Linked DNA regions of Sus scrofa: region 2 is linked to region 1. The links are chromatin contacts, called in public HiChIP or PLAC-seq maps. All regions are on one chromosome and are shown on one strand. The core of a region is the stretch at or near the end of the contact, and the rest is flanking DNA. Distances in the headings are between cores, read along the strand shown.

Region 1 (3,842 bases), core at 848-3,347:
ACCTCACATCGTGGAAAAGCCAAGGATGGGAGGGACTTCCTTGCTGGAGTCTGTCAGAATTCATTGAGCATTCTGTACAGTCTTTAACTGGTTCCAAGGTCAAGAGAAACATCAGAAAATATGTGTGTGTGTCAGAGGACATTATTCAGGGATTAGTCCCCTGGAGTGATGTGGGCTAGATTTCCTCTTCCAGAACAACCCTTGGAAAGTCCTCAAGAGCTAGCACTCTGGTCTCCAGCATAACTTCATTTAAGTTGAAATAGAAATCTAGCCTGCTAGGGGTGCCCTCTTGCAGTGACGGAGCAGCTGACTATAGAAAAATATAAATGTCAAACTAGGACGAATGTGGTTAGGACGAATGTGGTTAGAACAAATTGTCGGGGGAAAAAAGCTGAAAACATTCCAGCTGAAAGAGCCTTATTTATTTTTCTCATTCAGTCACCTCTTTGACGATATGGAAACTGAGGTCCAGAAAAAGGGAGTGCCTTGTTAAAGGTCAGCCGGTGTGCCAGTGCCAGGAGGTGGATTATATTCCCTGCCTCTACTCTTCCCAAGACACACCGCAGCCCAGCTAGAGTTAAGAAAGACAAAGGGCGTTTCCTTTCAAATCTGATCTCCAGGCTCTGAGACAGCCACCCCCCGTGTACGTCTGTCTTAAGATGTAGAATTCCAAGACTTTAAAACGACATACCTAGAATTCTCTCCAGAAAGGCTTTGCTAAATGCCGGTGAACTCTTCTGCTGGGCACCAGTGCCAGTTACACTGACATCAGGTCGGCCAAAGAGAGCTTTCCAGTGTGCAAGTGTGTATGCCAGAATGTCGTCATTGACTATGCTTTTGGGAGGGACTTACATTTTAATAATTTAATTGAATTACAAAGATTGACTAAGTGGTTTGAAACAGCCATTTAAAGTTTAGAGACAGACATAATACATTAGGGGGACAAAGAAATCTGTCCTATAAATAGCCTAGAAAAATCTTTTGCGAAACAAACCTTTTCAATGGGGAGAAGCAAACTCAGAACACAGGAACAATATGCTGCTGTTAGAATTGGTATTTTCAGAGTATGCAACAATACGGGAAAAATATTTGCATTAATACTATGCAAAATGAAAAAAAGGAATACTTTGTATGTCAGAAAAACTCTACACTGTAGAAAAACACACTAAAGTTTTAGGGAGTATGTCAGCGTAAGGCCACTGACTTTTCATCGCTCCTCGCCACTAAGCGTAACAATGCTGCCCCAAACTGCTTTTCCTATTGTATTTTACAACTACTCATTGTTTAGTATTTGACCCACTGAAAACTACATCTCCCACCCTTGCTCCTGAAAGGAGTCCTGAGAATATCACTGGTACCAAAATAAGGTAGGCAACAATTTTTAGCCCATTCATACACCTGCCTGTGAGGTTCTGGGATACCAGTCTCAAACGACATGGGTTTAGGCAGATCAGACAGGCCAAGTTTTTATTTCCTTTCTGTGTCATAAAATTTTAAGAAAAGAAGAGAAGGCAATTGATGCTTTAGGGCTAGGCAGTCTGGTGAAATAATTCTTGACAAAACCTAGTATTTTCCTAAGCCCCTGCAACAATAGTTTCTCGGAGTAAAATGTCAGCATTTGTCAAGCCCTTTCAGGAAGCTGCTGATAACCTTCAGTGCTTAAGAGTCATGCTTTGACGTGAGCCCAGCCTCTTATTCTCTTGCAAGAAAGAGAAGTGCAAATACGATGAGGTATTTCTGGTTTTGACATCCGTAACCTTTGCTACAGAAAGTAGAGTGGGTATGCAGGAATACAAAAAACAAGGAAAAAGTGTTTGTCCCCAGGCTTCTTTTTTATAGCAACTACACTGGCTTTAGCTGGATAACAAATTGTCCTGGAATTCTTGGCATTGGAGCAAACATGTCAGCTCCGTGGTTACGCCTTCGTCACTGCTCAAAGTACTGCACACTTTAACCTTCCTGCTCTTTCCATAGGCCTGGGTTTGTCCCATACCCAGGAAACTTTATATGTTGTCTAAACTGAGCATCCCAGCAGGCTGCAAGGCAGATGGCAGCTCAGGATTCAGAATGTTGACCGACTCCTACCTGGATCCACACCACCAAGCTATAACTCAGCCTGGCTGTGCAGAAATAGGAGCCCGGCCACGTGGCTGACAGCTTTTTTAACTGCTACTCTCAGCAATGAGGAACTTCTCCAGCAGTCAAGATTCAGAAAGGAACTGAAAAGGAAGCATGTCAAGAGCTACCGAAGGGGATATACAGGTCCGACCGGATACTCAAGCCAATAAGCCCCCAAGGCTCAGCTAAGCCAGGGGGAGCTAAAAGACTGGGTATTGCCAAGCTGCCCTCAAGCCCTTGGGACCTCAGGTCATTAGCCCAGGACATCACACAGAGGAACTGGACATCACTACTGGACATCTGCCTTCAGGTCACTAGATTCTCATAAGAAGCTTCATACTTCAGCCAGGCAGAAAGCTAGTACACACCTGAGGTAGCACCTGAACCACATCATTCAATGCAGAACATATGAAAGAGCAAGGAACAGAGTATAAATTATGACATTATTTATGGAAAAACAAAAGGGAGCAGGTGAAGTCATCTCTGCAAGGGAACATACTTGGCAGCACTATCTGGGGTGGGAACTGAACTTGTAGCTTTTGAATTTTGAATGAAGTGCGACACTTACAGAACAAATTAACATTAAAGGAAATGCATAATACTACAATCTCATTGCTATAAAAAAAAGGAAAACGCTGGAGTTCCCATCGTGGCGCAGTGGTTAACAAATCCAACTGGGAACCACGAGGTTGCTGGTTCGATCCCTGGCCTTGCTCAGTGGGCCGAGGATCCGGCATTGCCGTGAACTGTGGTGTAGGTTGCAGAAACGGAGTTCCCTGGTAGCTTAGTGTTGTTGCTGCTGTGGCATAGGTTCAATCCCTGGCCTAGGAACTTCTGCATGCTGCAAGCATGTCCCCCGCCCCAAAGGAACTGCAATCTCACCTCCAAGAATCTCTAAACTCCTGAAGCGTTTTATCTGTCTGTCTCACATTACTCAATTACATCGTATCTCGTGTTACAATTGTGTAAGTCTAGACTTACCTCTATTCAATGCTGGAGCAACTGCCACTGCAGCCTGTCTACTACTCAAGCTCTACTTTCTAAGGACAAAATTCTATGGAAAAGAACTGGTAAGGAATAAAACAGCAGTCAAGATGGCAACAAAGCAATTACATAAGAACAAAATGATCAAAGTAAAAGTGAACGATGACCTTGTATTAATTAATCAGCACAAGACTATTAGTAATGGGAAACTATAACAAGTTAAAACACCAAGGCGTTCCCGTTGTGGCGCAGCAGAAACGAATCCGACTAGGAACCATGAGGTTGCAGGTTCGATCCCTGGCCTCGATCAGTGGGTTGAGGACCTGGTGTTGCTGTGAGCTGTGGTGTAGGTCGCAGACGCGGCTCGGATCTGGTGTTGCTGTGGCTCTGGCGTAGGCTGGCGGCTACAGCTCCAATTTGACCCCTAGCCTGGGAACCTCCATATGTCGTGGGTGTGGCTCTAAAAAGCAAAAAAACAAAAACAAAAACAACCCAACACTAAAAACACAGTCCTTCTCAGGTATTGCAGAAATTCCAACAATCTGCATGTCTGCAGGTGCTAGGAGCTCTGCAACTTGCCAAACAAAGTGTGGCAGCCCGATTTCTCAGAACTCAGTAAATTCCTATTGGAGGGCATGTTCTTTGTTTAGGAAAATTCTGGGGTAGCCTCTGACAATTGAAAGAGAAGCTCCCTCCTGGACAAGGCCTGAAGGGATAAAGAACTTGAATTTCTCTGCAAA
Region 2 (3,842 bases), core at 1,001-3,500, 200 kb before region 1:
TCCCAGCTCACTTGTGACCTTGGGTCACTTACTTCACCTCCCTGTGTTCCAGTTCCTTCATCAAGTCGTCCCCCCTGCCCCCCGGCCTTTTTACAGCTGCCTATGGAAGTTCCCAGGCTAGGGATCAAATTGGAGCTACAGCTGCCAGCCACAGCCACAGCCACAGCAATGTGGGACCCAAGCTGCATCTGCGACCCACACCACAGCTCACGGCAACGCTGGATCCTTAACCCCCTGAGCAAGGCCAGGCATCAAACCCACGTCCGTATGAATATCAGTCTGGTTCATTACCCCTGAGCCCCTAAAGGAATTCCAGATAGGTCTTAAAACCATGTTATGGAGTGAAAAAGGAAATAATGAGATCCTTACACAATAGCATTTATGTAATGTAAACACACACACACAGTGTATATTTTGTCCAGGGACATATATCAACACATGGGGGGGGCATGTTGGGGGAGGGGAGGAACGTAGGGACGTGTGGAGTTCGAGGAATATAAAACAAAGGAAGACATTAGAAAGGCCTTGTATAGGGGAGTTCCTGTCGTGGCTCAGTGGTTAATGAATCCGACTAGGAACCATGAGGTTGCGGGTTCCATCCCTGGCCTTGCTCAGTGGGTTAAGGATCCTCCATTGCCGTGAGCTGTGGTGTAGGTTACAGACGCGGCTCGGATCCCATGTTGCTGTGGCTCCAGTGTAGACCGGCGGCAACAGCTCTGATTAGACCCCTAGCCTGGGAAACTCTATTTGCTGCGGGTGCTGGCCCTAAAGAGACAAAAACGGACAAAAAAAAAAAAAAAAAGACAGGCCTTGTATGGACCAATTATGATGGTCGTTCACCATGAACTGAGTATGAATCATGGAATTCTCTGGATCCTAAGCCCTAATAATAGCAATGCTATTATATTGACGTTGGTGTTAGTAGTTACCTACCTACCTCATGGTAAGTAGCCTGTCTGGCCATGGAAGCCCACATGAAGTTCACAACTAAATTTTAGCCCTTCTATGCAGTTCTCTTGCTTCTTCTCAGGGCTGCTGCTTCTTCTCCTTCTTCCTCTTTGTCTTCTTCCTCTTCTTCTCCTTCTTCTTCTTTTTTGTCTTTTAAGGGCCGCACCCTCAGCATATGGAAGTTCCTAGGCCAGGGGCTGAATCGGTGCTGCAGCTGCTGGCCACAGCCACAGCCACAGCCACGTGGGATCCAAGTTGCGTCTTCGACTCACACCACAGCTCACGGCAATGCCGGCTCCTTCACCCACTCAGCAAGGCCAGGGATCGAACCCGAGTCCTCATGGGTACTAGTCGGGTACGTTGCTGCTGAGCCATGATGGGAAGTCCTCAGGGCTTCTTTCTTTTAGCCTCTGAGGCTGTGCTTACCCCGAATTCTCTCCCACTCCAACCCTGTCTTCGGGTTTCTTTGACTATCCCGGATGTGATGGCTGTCTGTGGAATCTTGAGTACTGCTCTGTGGTCCTTGAGCTGGGAGCCGGGCTATAAGAGAGCTGTGAGGGGCAAGTCCTAGGTCCTCCTCTCAAACTGGGAGCTCCCTGAGGGTCTTCTTACATCTCACCCCCACCTCAACACCTGTTCCAGTGCACACAGGGTAAAGACAAATAAACTGAGTCCGAAAGTGTTCAGTGGGGAAAGGAACAGCATTTATTGAGCATCTATCATGTGCCGGACCCAGCAGGTCTTGCCCTTCAGGGATCCCTATGACCAGCCCCTGTGAGGTGGGTGGGACCAACTCAAGGGTCAGCAGAGGAAATGGGAGGCACCAGGAGGCCAGGACCCCTACCACAGAGGAGGCCTAGGTCTGTCCAGCTCCAAATGCAAGATCTGAACAAGCAGCTTGTTCAGAGCCTTGGGACCAGGACCGGGACACAGATCATCCTCCCGGGGATCCACTCTCAGTAGAAAGAAACTACTTTTCTACCCTGACCATCTAATCTCTGCCATCTGGGAAGATGAGACCCGGATTCAGAGCTTTAAAAATACCCTCTACACTATCTAGTAGAGTCAGTTTGAGGTAACATCTGAGGGGAATCAGGAGACTCCTTCAAGTTCCTTCTCCTTTTGAAGCGGTTTCCTAAACTGTGTAGTAGGAGGAGTAGAGGCCATCAGGCGCTGGGAATTCTTTTCTCAATCGGCCAGCAGGTGGCGCCAACTCTTCATCTATCCCTCGGCCTCCAGAAAGCCACGGAGTCTGGAAGAGGAGCGAGTGCCCGATCCCTCCGGGCTAGTGAGACGAAGCAGTTCGCAGCCCACCCGTGGGCAGAGGGGCTGCTCGGTCCCTGTTAGGGTTCCGCCCTCTGCAGGACATTCTCGGTACTGCAGGGCCCGGAGCCCCAAGGGTAGGGACAGAGACCACCGGAGGGTGGAGCCTTGGGGTTTGAGCAGGGGACCCTGGGGATGGAGTCCCACAGGCCAGAGTGAGCGAGTCGCAGAGGCAGGGTTGCGGGACCACCCTTTCCCCGCCCTTTTCAGGGGCGGCGGCGCAGGCTACAGGTAGTTGTCCTCGGCTGCATCGCCCCCGCCCGGGGACCCCCGGGACTCCTCGTCCGTGCTGTCGTCGTCGTCCGGGGCCAGCGCCTCGATGTCGTGCGTGATGTCGGCCAGCAGCCGGTGGAAGGCCTGCGCCTCGGGCCGCTGGGCCGCGCCATCGTAGCTGCGCACGGCGGACGCCGACGTGGAGCTCATGCTGCGCTTGATGCGGCCGAAGCTGTCGGTGAGGATGCCACCCTCGCGGATGCCCACACCCTCCAGGAAGCCCTCGAAGTAGCCGATGTCCTGGTCCGGGATGAAGGGCCGCATCCCTGTGGGCCGGGGAGCAGGGTGAGTCCTCGGGGGTCAACCCTTCCTTTCTCACGGAGGAACCACCTTCCCTGGAGAGTGGAGTTCAGATCTCCACCTGCCACTTGTGGGCTGGGTGGTCTTGCACGAGTCTCTGAGCCAGAGAATAATGGCATAATGCTCTGCACACAGCAAATGCTCACTGTATGTTAGCTTATTATTGTTATTATTATTGCCTCAGTGGTTACGTTCCCATGTATTAGTTGTGTAACCCTCCTTGAGTAATTACACTGAGCCTTACTTGTCACACCTGTAGCACTGAGACAACCTTTTCTGTTCTCCCGGTAGGGCTGTGAGGATTAAATAAGGTACTTAGCATACACTGAGTGCTCCCTTTGACTTCTGTTTGACTTCTGTCGCTACTTACTAGCTTTGTGACTTATGTACTTTGCTTCTCTAAGCTTGTTTTTTCACCTGCAAAATGAAGGCAAATAATAGTTACAGCTTCCCAGAACCGAGGGCATTCAATGAGATGATCCTTGGCACAGGGTAACCGCCAAATATATGTTAACTTATTAATATCACCAGTCCTGTTGCTGTTATCATCAGCCCTCCTCACTAGCTCTGTGACCGTGGACAAGTTCTGTCCCCTCACGGAGCCTCAGAATTCTCACGGAGTAAAATGGGAAGGATCACTGCTTTGCTGTGAAGGTGAGACGGCTATACCTGTGCTTTCTTTCCCAGCTCAGTGACTGCAGTCACCTCCCCTCCCTGCACCTTGGTTTCCTCCCATGCCTCATTGATCTCATGATGTTGGCTGCAGGATAGGGAGCGAACCCTCCCAGCCTGGATGAGGGGCTCACCAAGCAGGAGGAACTTGCGCCGGTCCCCGTAGAGCTTCAGTAGGCCTGCGCAGTAGTCCTGGATGGGCAGCCCCAGCCGGTACTCCCGCAGCAGCAGTGCAAACTGCTGTATCTCAAGGGGCCCCAGCTTACTCCGCAGCTGTGGGGACACTGCTTGAGATTAGTCCCAAGAGCAACACACCCCAAGCCCTC

The links. HiChIP or PLAC-seq counts read pairs in DNA pulled down with a chosen protein or histone mark.
Region 2: a contact with region 1 is called in an H3K27ac HiChIP or PLAC-seq map of alveolar macrophages. The contact joins two enhancer-like sites. A contact is called at or near these places in 2 of 47 Hi-C or Micro-C datasets (fetal liver and omental adipose tissue) and 1 of 2 datasets of contacts at active chromatin or transcription factors (alveolar macrophages).

Annotation. Positions count from the first base shown.
Region 1 is chr17:35,486,401-35,490,242 of Sscrofa11.1, reverse strand. No RefSeq gene overlaps it. Among named protein-coding and RNA genes, the nearest start is that of MYLK2, 12 kb to the left of the region's middle. Within about 2 kb of position 2,097, at least 16 of the 83 cell types and tissues checked have an H3K27ac peak or open chromatin away from gene starts, as enhancers often do. A contact at or near this core is called in alveolar macrophages, where this site is marked.
Region 2 is chr17:35,688,164-35,692,005 of Sscrofa11.1, reverse strand. CCM2L (cerebral cavernous malformations 2 protein-like) reads right to left here. Exons shown (of 10, transcript XM_021077713.1): 9 at 3,651-3,800; 10 at 1,631-2,810. The coding sequence ends at 3,687. Among named protein-coding and RNA genes, the nearest start is that of HCK, 18 kb to the left of the region's middle. Within about 2 kb of position 2,250, at least 14 of the 83 cell types and tissues checked have an H3K27ac peak or open chromatin away from gene starts, as enhancers often do. A contact at or near this core is called in alveolar macrophages, where this site is marked.